3 separate regions of the Mus musculus genome follow, and all the other regions are linked to region 3. The links are chromatin contacts, called in public Hi-C and HiChIP or PLAC-seq maps. All regions are on one chromosome and are shown on one strand. The core of a region is the stretch at or near the end of the contact, and the rest is flanking DNA. Distances in the headings are between cores, read along the strand shown. Region 1 overlaps Clec4d (C-type lectin domain family 4, member d). Region 2 has its middle 22 kb from the start of Clec4n. Region 3 has its middle 18 kb from the start of Necap1.

What was found. A called contact is a pair of places that touch in the nucleus more often than the background predicts. HiChIP or PLAC-seq counts read pairs in DNA pulled down with a chosen protein or histone mark.
Region 1: a contact with region 3 is called in an H3K4me3 HiChIP or PLAC-seq map of bone marrow-derived macrophages, with 7 times the contacts expected there. The contact joins two enhancer-like sites. A contact is called at or near these places in 13 of 39 promoter capture datasets (the C10 cell line, the HPC-7 cell line, HPC-7-derived erythroid cells and 7 more), 3 of 15 datasets of contacts at CTCF or cohesin (embryonic stem cells, pro-B cells and stem cell-derived epiblast-like cells), 67 of 484 Hi-C or Micro-C datasets (the 63-12 cell line, B cells, the Ba/F3 cell line and 32 more), 5 of 115 datasets of contacts at active chromatin or transcription factors (DN3 thymocytes, the HPC-7 cell line, acute myeloid leukemia and 2 more) and 3 of 9 other capture datasets (bone marrow-derived macrophages, embryonic stem cells and liver).
Region 2: a contact with region 3 is called in a Hi-C map of bone marrow-derived macrophages, with 24 read pairs. The contact joins two enhancer-like sites. A contact is called at or near these places in 1 of 484 Hi-C or Micro-C datasets (bone marrow-derived macrophages), 1 of 115 datasets of contacts at active chromatin or transcription factors (embryonic stem cells) and 1 of 9 other capture datasets (embryonic stem cells).

Annotation. Positions count from the first base shown.
Region 1 is chr6:123,264,015-123,267,323 of GRCm38.p6, forward strand. It overlaps Clec4d (C-type lectin domain family 4, member d), which reads left to right. Exons shown (of 6, transcript NM_010819.4): 2 at 1,305-1,397; 3 at 3,041-3,148. Among named protein-coding and RNA genes, the nearest start is that of Clec4d, 3.6 kb to the left of the region's middle. Within about 2 kb of position 2,022, at least 67 of the 459 cell types and tissues checked have an H3K27ac peak or open chromatin away from gene starts, as enhancers often do. A contact at or near this core is called in bone marrow-derived macrophages, where this site is marked.
Region 2 is chr6:123,205,999-123,208,922 of GRCm38.p6, forward strand. No RefSeq gene overlaps it. Among named protein-coding and RNA genes, the nearest start is that of Clec4n, 22 kb to the right of the region's middle. Within about 2 kb of position 1,668, at least 21 of the 459 cell types and tissues checked have an H3K27ac peak or open chromatin away from gene starts, as enhancers often do. A contact at or near this core is called in bone marrow-derived macrophages, where this site is marked.
Region 3 is chr6:122,891,142-122,894,506 of GRCm38.p6, forward strand. No RefSeq gene overlaps it. Among named protein-coding and RNA genes, the nearest start is that of Necap1, 18 kb to the left of the region's middle. Within about 2 kb of position 1,485, at least 6 of the 459 cell types and tissues checked have an H3K27ac peak or open chromatin away from gene starts, as enhancers often do. A contact at or near this core is called in bone marrow-derived macrophages, where this site is marked.

The DNA.
Region 1 (3,309 bases), core at 772-3,271, 370 kb after region 3:
ACAAATGGATAAATGCTGGGCCAGCAAGGTGGCTCAGTAGGTGAAGGCACCTGCCTCAAGCCTGAGGACCCACACAGTGCAGGGACAGAACAAACTGCCACAGGTTGTCTTCTGACTTCCACACGTGCACCAGGACACACGTGCACACGCACGTGCACACACACACAGACACACACACATGGACACACACACAGACACACACACACAGACACATACACAGACACACACACACACACACACACACACACACACACACACACAGAGGAACATACATAGCTAAGAGTGAATAAATGCTGCTCATTGATGTTTCTCCGGGTTTACTTTTCCTTTCTACACTCAGCAACACAGCCCTCTCTCTCTCTCTTGAGTACTTTATCTCAGCCATGCCCACACTGCACGCTTTCTTTCATTACGCTTTTTGAATAGATATGAAAATCTTGCCACACTATTTTAGTTCATAGTTCCTGGATGGGGCATACTTTCATTTTGTTTGGTGACCACTTAAAATTTCAATAGATTAAATTTGCTGCTTATTGGTTGGACCACCCAGTGCTCCCAGGGCATAGAGCACCAACCAAGGAGTGTACAGGGAAGGGGGGGGGGACGGGGTGGGGATCCAGGGCTCTAGATCCAGATATATATGTAGTATACCATGGCCTTGTCTGACATCAATGAGAGGGGAGGCTCTTGGTGTTGTGGAGGTTTGATGCCCCAGCGAAGGAATATGTTGTAGCAGTGAGGTGGGAGTGGGTAGGTAGGTGAGGGAGCACCCTCATGGAGGCAAAATGGAAGGGGGAGAGGGCAGATGGGATGGGAGGGCTGTGGAGGAGTAACCATGAAGGGGGATATCATTTGAGATGTAAATGACAGGAATGATTAATTTTTTTAAAAAAATCACAAGAAATGTAAAAATAAATTATGCAATAAACTGAAAAAACTTATTGCTCATAATTTACACAGTATTTTAATTGATTTTAGAAACTACATGTCTTCAATAGTGATATTACAAGATCTTTCTTCATGTACATGATTGTGTGTGTGTGTGTGTGTGTACCTGTATTACACTATGTTATATAGAAGCTTGGATTTTTATGACCTTTATGTTCTGAGTATAAAAATGTTTCTTTATAAAAACAAGTTTGCATTTTTCTTTGTTATTATTTGGTTTAGTCACAGGGAATATTTAAGTCTCTTGAACTCCTAACATACTTTACATGCTATCACATTTAGCCTGCTCCTTGATAATCTTGACTTCCCTCATCTTATGGCAGAGAGGAGAGTAACCTATATCCCCTTTGTTTCAGCAAAAGGTACCCGACATCCCCAACTGATCCCTTGCGTCTTCGCTGTTGTTTCCATCTCGTTCCTTAGTGCTTGCTTTATTTCAACTTGTTTGGGTAAGCTACTAGCCAGAATGAAGCTCATTTTGAATTATCTTCTCAAAGAATGTCCAACATGTGCTCCCAAAGCCTCCCTTTTCCTCAGCTTATCCACACACAACACATTCCCCATCTTAGGCTTACTATCAGAGCTGTACATTTGATTTTTTTTAAAATTTGTATGAGACTGTTCTGCTCGCTTCCAAAATAATCACTTTGCTGAGGTCTAACGGACATATTAAAAACTCTATTAAATATGTCCATATCAAGATTGGGAACAAATATGCATCCATGGAGCCATTGCCACCCTTAATGTCATAGAAAATCTTGTATTTTCTGATATCAAGCTATAAGATGAGGTTATGACTGAATTAGTATGTTGTAGGCCTAAGACAGATAGGCTGGAGGAAAGAATAAACAGTGGCAGCATAGACTCTGAATATGTAACTCCTAATCTAATATTGAGGGCGATATTGCAGAGTTATCGGGAAAGGTGTTTTGTTGAATTAACATTGTAGGCTTCATTGATTGTATTTAATAAATGAAATCAACTTAATAAATGACATCTTACCATGTCACACCCAGTGTCAACCTAATTGGTTGTTAGGGAAGTAAAACTGCAAGTCACAGTGAGTCACTATTGCAGAAACACCAGGATGGTAGTGACTCAAAAGACACAGTGTCTGATGACGGAGGTGCAGGAAACTTGGATCTTTGATGCTTGACGGCAAGAGAGAGCTTAAAGTAGGAAACATGTTTGGAAAGCTTTCCCATGTACCCCATTTATCATGCACTGGCCATCCCACTCTGAGGCACACATGCCTTACAGAAATGTGTACTTACTCTTCTTAGGATTCAAGGTCAAAGATGCTCAAAATAACACAGTTCACAACAACCTAATACTGGAAGTCATGAGAGTGCTAGAAACCAAAGAGATCAGGGTGTTTTACTCCACGGAGACAATAGGTTACTGTCCAGTTATGAAAATGGACAGAATATAATTTTATTTAGGCAGCAATATTGCTTCAGAAACAGTGCTGGGCATAAGCCAACACCAATGGAAGCAGGGCATTTGAATCCATTCATAGCAAAGTCTAACAGAAGACATTTTGATTTGTGTGGTTTAAGCTGAAACTATGATGCAAGACACAAGCTACAAAATGGAAGAATGGGTTGTGCTGGGATATTATGGTTACCTGAAATGTTGGTAGTATCTTATTTTTTGAACTTGGCAATCTTTGCTAGAAGTATTCACATTACATTAATTTACTAACCTGTACATTTATGGTTTTCTTTTTTTACTTTTCAATATTTGATTATTTTCCAAAGTAAAAATATTACTAAACTTGTGAAGTTCACAAAACTTTGTGGAATTAGCCCAGGGCTTACCACAACCCCCACTCTTATGCAAATTTTGGTGAAATAAACTGAAAACATTGTGCACTTAAAAGGTTCCAAAAGTTCCAATGTAAATCATAGATAATATGATTATAAAATATTAGCTTTCATTGAATTTATCTGGGATCATGAAATGGCATAGGAAAGAAAGAGGGTGTGGGGACTTTAACTGTGAGGGAAGGAGAAAGGTGGGGAGATCAGCCCACTTTTCTAAATTAATGGCTACACAGCAAAAGAAAATCAACTGCTTTTCCTGATGACAGTGACTCATCATTACTTTTTACGCTGGACGAGAGGAAGTGTGGTGAAACTGTCAGACTACCACACGAGAGTAACGTGCATCCGAGAGGAGCCACAGCCTGGAGCTACAGGTAGCAGAGTAAACCTCTTTATCTACTTCCATCCAGCCTTTAGATAGCATCTGTCAGAATGAGAACTGGCTGCAAGAATGAATATCAGTCAACTAGGACAGAGAAGTTTCTCATGACTGTAATAAATTGCTGTAACACATTATTAATGTGTGTGTGTGTGG
Region 2 (2,924 bases), core at 418-2,917, 320 kb after region 3:
GACCCAAGCCCTTGGAGGAGCCCAGAAGATCGTGAGTTGGATCCCAGACATTGGACGGTTGGAGATTGACTTTTGCTTTTGATTGTGACTGTGCCCTGATATTTTCCCTCTTGAAGGAAGAAACTGTTTTAGTGGAGCCCACAGTTAAGAGACTTTTAATTGTAAAAAGACTTTGAATTTAAAGAGATTGAAATTTTAAGAATATGTAAAGACTGTGGGACTTTTAAAGTTATTTAGATCTTGGGGATGAATAAGATTGTAAGGGTTGAGGCTTACTAGTGATGTTTTTGTGTGTCAAGTTGACAAGGGGTCAATTGTACTAGCTAGTTTTGTGTCAACTTGACACAGCTGGAGTTATCACAGAGAAAGGAGCTTCATTTGAGGAAATGCCTCCATGAGATCCAACTGTAAGGCATTTTCTCAATTAGTGATCAAGGGGGAAAGGCCCCTTGTGGGTGGGACCATCTCTGGGCTGGTAGTCTTGGGTTCTATAAGAGAGCAGGCTGAGCAAGCCAGGTGAGGCAAGCCAGTAAAGAACATCCCTCCATGGCCTCTGCATCAGCTCCTGCTCCCTGACCTGCTTGAGTTCCAGTCCTGACTTCCTTTGGTGATGAACAGCAGCATGGAAGTATAAGCCGAATAAACCCTTTCCTCCCCAACTTGCCTCTTGGTCATGATGTTTGTGCAGGAATAGAAACCCTGACTAAGACAGTCCTTTAAGGAAAATTCAGATATACAGGATGGTGCTATTCTCATTTTATTGTACTATGTATGGATCTTAGTATTTACTTCTATTTTATTTGACAGTTTGTGCCCTTCATCAACAAGTCAGAGATCTCAGCACCCAGTCTTTACAACCATGTATTCATTGCTCCAATTCCTGAGATAACTTAATAAGTTACTAAGTATGTAATTATAGTAATATTTTATAGATTATCTTTCCATTTAATTTCTCTAATGAGTTGCAGAAAGCACTAGCCCCAGCCACTAACATGCAGTGATTCCTGGTTTGTGTGTTGTTTAATTAATCTTTAAGAATAATCATGGATTACAGTTTAGAGTTAGGTAAATAAAGAATGAAAACATAAGGCCCAACTTGTTAATGTAGCAACAATGATGATTAAAACACACCCATGTGAACTTGTATACTTCCTATAAAACATAAGAAATATTAAATATTCTTTATTAGATATTAAATGAAAACCTTGCTAAAATATCTTTAAGTACAAGGTAGCATCCTTTGACACAAGAAATTCTAAATTGGTGTAGAAAAAAATAATATAGACAATTACTCCTGTTTTTTCTAACATTTCATGTAGCAGGCTAATGGTGACAAACGGAAACCTACACAAGTCTTGCTCAGCCCTGAGCCAGTAAGTGAAGGAAAAATATCTGGTTGTGTCATGTGATACTTTCCTGAAGCAGGCTCATGTGATGTTTTGCTGAAGTAGACCCATGAAAGGACATGTGATAAAATCTTAGGAGAGATTAAAAGTAGGACACAACAAACAGTGATGGAATGCTTGCATTGTCTGCTGTGCAATGCTTAGTTGGTCTAGCTTCTTCATTGATCTTTATTGAAAGAGACAAGGCAGAGAACTTCTCTTGGTGTTATGACTGGTTATGTTCACTCCTGCTGACTCATGCTGAGTCAGTGGAAGCTTAGCTGTTTCTGCAGAATCATGCTGCCACTGCTGATTTGTGTTTGGTGGCATATTTGAGCTGGACTGTTGGTATCCTGACACTACTGAACTGGATTGCTGGTATCTGGACAATGGAGATTGGAATTGTCCCAAAGAAGTACTTCTAAAGAGGTGCAGATCCCCATTGTCCTATTACCATCTGCTCTCCTCTATCTTTATTTTAGAATGTGAGCTAAAAGGGGGATCAAAGTATTTGAGAACCCTTATGACTGTAGGTTTTAAAAATTTTAGGCCTTCAAGTCAGGCACATTTTTTCCAGTGTTCAGACTCTTTTATATAACCAGTTACATAAGTCAATGTGTGAAAAACAAACAAACAAACAAGCAAACAACCCTCCAGCAGCTTCTGAGGTGGCATTACTACCTTTGTGGAAAATTGAATGTTACTAATTAAGCCAAATTTTCCCTTTAGAAATGGGAAGCATGGTGGTTGTGCCATTTTGCAATTCTACCAGTTATTGAGGACTGTTTCTTTTTCTCCACATCCTTGCCAGCATGTGCTTGTTGTCATCTGAGGTTTTGGTCTTAGCCATTCTGATTGGTGTAAGGTGGAATCTCAGAGTTGTTTTGATTTGCATTTCCCTGATGACTAAGGACTTTGAACATTTCTTTAAGTGCTTCTCAGGCATTGGAGACAATTGGAGATTCCACTGTTGTGAATTCTCTGTTTGGTGCTATGCCCCCCCCCTTTTTTTTATTAGATATCTTCTTTATTTAAACTTCAAATGTTATCTCCTTTTCCAGTTTCCACCAACTCCTGGAAATCCCCTATCCCATCCTCCCTCCACCTGTTTCTATGAGGGTGTTCCTCCACTCACCCACCCACTCCCACCTCCCCACCCTTGATTCCCCTACACTGGGACATCTATCAAACCTTCATAGGACCAAGGTCCTCTCCTTTCATTGATGCTTAACAAGGTCATCATCTACTACATACGAAACTGGAGCCTTGTGTACTCCTTGACTTAGTCCCTGGGAGCTCTGGGGGGTATGGTTGGTTGATATTGTTGTTCTTCCTATGGGGTTGCAAACCCCTTCAGCTCCTTCAGTCCTTTCTCTAACTCCTCTACTGGGGACCCTGAACTCATTTCAATGGTTGCCTGCAAGCATCTGCCTCTGTATTTGTAAGGCTCAGACAGGGACTCTGAGGAGACAGCTATATCAGGCTCCTGTCAGCATGTACTTCTTAGCATCAGCAATAGTGTCTGGGTTTGGTAACTGT
Region 3 (3,365 bases), core at 235-2,734:
TCAGTATTTATGTTTGCATATGTGTGTGTGTGTGTGTGTGTGTGTGTGTGTGTGTGTGTATGCAGGTCAGTCAGAAGAAAGCTTCAGGTCTCTTGGAGTTGGAGTTGCAGGTTCTTGTGACTTCCCTGACATGGGTAATCTCAGGTTCTGTAAAGGCAGTGGGCACTCTTAGCTGCTGAGCTATCTTTCCAGCCGTTAAAAAAAAAAAACAACTTTGACTAAAATAATATTCTTTTTGACATGTGATGTATGCCTCTGTGTTGGGAGCATTCATCGAAGACTACTCACTTAAGACATGGGTTTAAGCCAACAGAAAGTCTTTTATTAGCCAGCTGGTAACTACACTGGATGTTCAGAATAAGAACACATTCTGGGTTGACATACTACAGTTACCACGAACAGCTAGCCAGAAATGGAACTACAGGAGCCGAAAAGCGAGGTTAGTACATCTAGAGACTTTCCCAGAACTATGGACTTTGAAGGATTCGGTCTTTGTTTTTATTTTGGCAGGTGGTGCTGCCCGTGTGCTGGGTTCCAAGGCCTGAATGGTGCTTCCATCATGGAGTCAGTTGTGCTAAGGTCTGAGGGCCTGTTGTTACATGTGTGTGTGTGTGTGCTTGTGTATGAGAGCACAGAGGCCAAAGGAAGATTTGGGGTACCCTGCTCTGCCACACTCAGGCTTATTCCCTTGAGACAGGGTCTGTCAGTGAACGTGGGGCATGAACATGAGCAGTCCCAACCATCCTCTGTCTCCTTTCTCCTCCATGCTGCGGATGTAGGTGAGTGCCTTGCTTTTCTCCGTGGATGTTGGTGATCCACATTCATGCTGTACAGCCGGTGCTCTGACCTACTGAGCCATGTCCCCGGCCCTGAGATGACAAGATTGGAGAGAAGAGGGTGATGTTTATTTACTTTGTTGCTTTTGTTTGTTAGTTTGTTTTTGAGACAGGGTCTCTATAAATAGTCTTGGCTGTTGTGAAACTCACTATGTAGACCAAGCTGACCTCAAATTCGTAAAAGTTTGAGGATTAAAGCCTGGGATTAAAGGTTTGTTCCACCATGTCCTGCTACTTGTTGCTTGAAGCCTGGGATCTATATAGGCTTGTGTGCCTTCCCCTCCCTCCCTCCCTCCCTCCCTCCCTCATTCCCTCTCTTTCTCCTCCCTTTCCTAATTTCCTTTTAAAAGATACAAGATGAGGACAGAACATAATTATAAAACTGGAGTGAGCTTGTTTTGTTTGCATTTGAGCCAGAAGTAAAATGACTGTCCATTGTGAGCTCATGTTTTGTCTCATTCATCTAATAACAATATCACATTCTCAGAGGTGTTGTAAAAAAGACATACTACTTAGTGTTTTTTGTTTGCTTTTTAGTTTTTTTTTTTTTTTTCTTGTATTTTCTGATGCTATGCTATAGCCAGAAAGAGAAGTCATAGCAACACTTCTTATGGATGTTACATCTGGCCGTGCCTGTCACTGTGTGACCACTAGAGGGGGCCATCTCCCTAGCAATTGGTCTCTAGCATTCGGGACAATTGTAGGACTTGTTTCTTAGACTTGCTAATGAAGGGGACTCCAGAAAGAAAGACACAAAGATCATCTGAGGTCTTTTTTGTTTGTTTATTAGTTTGTTTGTGAGTGTGTGTGTGTTTTAAGACAGAATATCTCTACATAGCACTGGCTATCCTGGTACTCACTATGTAGACTAGGCTGGCTCTGAACTCACACTGATTAGCCTGCTTCTGCCCTTAAGTGTGCCACCACCACCAAGCTTGTTCTGTTTTGTTTTGTTTTTAGAGACAGGGTTTCTTTTTGCAGCCCTGGCTGTCCTGGAACTCAATCTGTAGAGCAGGCTGGCCTTGATTTACCTGCCAGGTGTACACCACCACACTTGGCTGCCTGGGGCCATTTACCCAGAGTTAGAGCTTTTACCCAAGCCAGAGTTTGCTGGGAGTGTAGAAGTAACAGATGCCTAATCAGATTGAAAATAAGGACCAGAATGGCAGTTTCAGACTTTATTCCTTAAGTAAACATTTGATGGGGGATATGCTTACTAATGACCTGTCACAGATCATGTGTAGTAGATTGTTAGTGGCCAGGATCATGGATTTGGGATGAGCTATTATAGCCTTTATATAAAAATTTTCCTGTCACTGGCTTCCAGACAAATTATTCAAGTTTGTTTCAGCTCCCTGGTAGGCAAAATGAGGGCCCTAGGACGTGATAGAGTTGCTGTGACTGTAAAGTGACGACTAGTCAAAGAGACTGTGATTAGTTTCTGTAGGTCTCTCCACCAACTGAAATAACTGAAGTGCACGGATGAGGATCTGGAATGTGAAGGCTCCACATAAGTGCGCACCTCTGCTACTAACCCTGCCGCCCACTCCTGCCCCCATGCGTGCACCTAGCGTTGACCATGTGTGGTCTTATCCAGGCTAGGAAATGGATGGTGAGTGTTAGGGCATGGCACTGTCCTATACCTGAGATAGGTACCCTCTAGGGTGTGGAGTGGAGGAGCCATTAAGTAAGGTAGAAATGGAGAGTAGACGACGCTGGGGAGAGAGAGCGAGCATAGGACAAGCATGGGGAGACTGAGTCAACCGTGAGGCCCACACTCTTGGTTCTGTGATTCCAAGTAGCCTCCTCTGTAGCCTTTGTATTATATATAATGCCCTTCAGAGAGTCAGAAACCCCAAACCAAGTGCAGCCCTGCTGTCTCTCTCTTGGGTCATTAGACCCTTGGCTCTGCATTAGCTCTGTTTTATATCTCAGAGAGAGATGTATCACGGAGCCTCTAAGGCGTTGTGTGGCCATCTGCATTTCACAGATGAGGATATCTAAGCACAGAGAAGCAAAAATGCACCTTTACATATGTGCCTAATATGACGGGCTGCTGTGTGGCGGTGGACTCTGCAGATCATATGTACTTGAATTTCAAAAGGAAACACCCAGACTCATCTGCACACTGTGGCCATACTGATTAGTTATATGCAGTTCTGTTTTGCCTGTCAGTGGCCTTGCATTGTCTGCTCTTTCTGCCCACACAACTGTGATGGTGTTAGGGTTCGGCTGTGAATCATGCCCTGCAAAGGCTCATGTGTTGAAGGCTTTGTCCCCAGCTGGTAGATCCATGAGGGCTCAACAGGGGCTCGATCCACTAATGGGTTTGTAATTTAGTTACGAATTGATAGTAATAATTTGGGATGCATTCTCCATATCTTTAAAATGTTTTTTTTTTGCTAACATATTAATTGATATAATGTGTTTCATTATGATAATTCCATACCTGTGCATAATGTGTCTGATCATATTCATCTTTGTTGCTTTTTCTCCTTTTCCCACCTCTGTTGATACCTCCTCTACTTG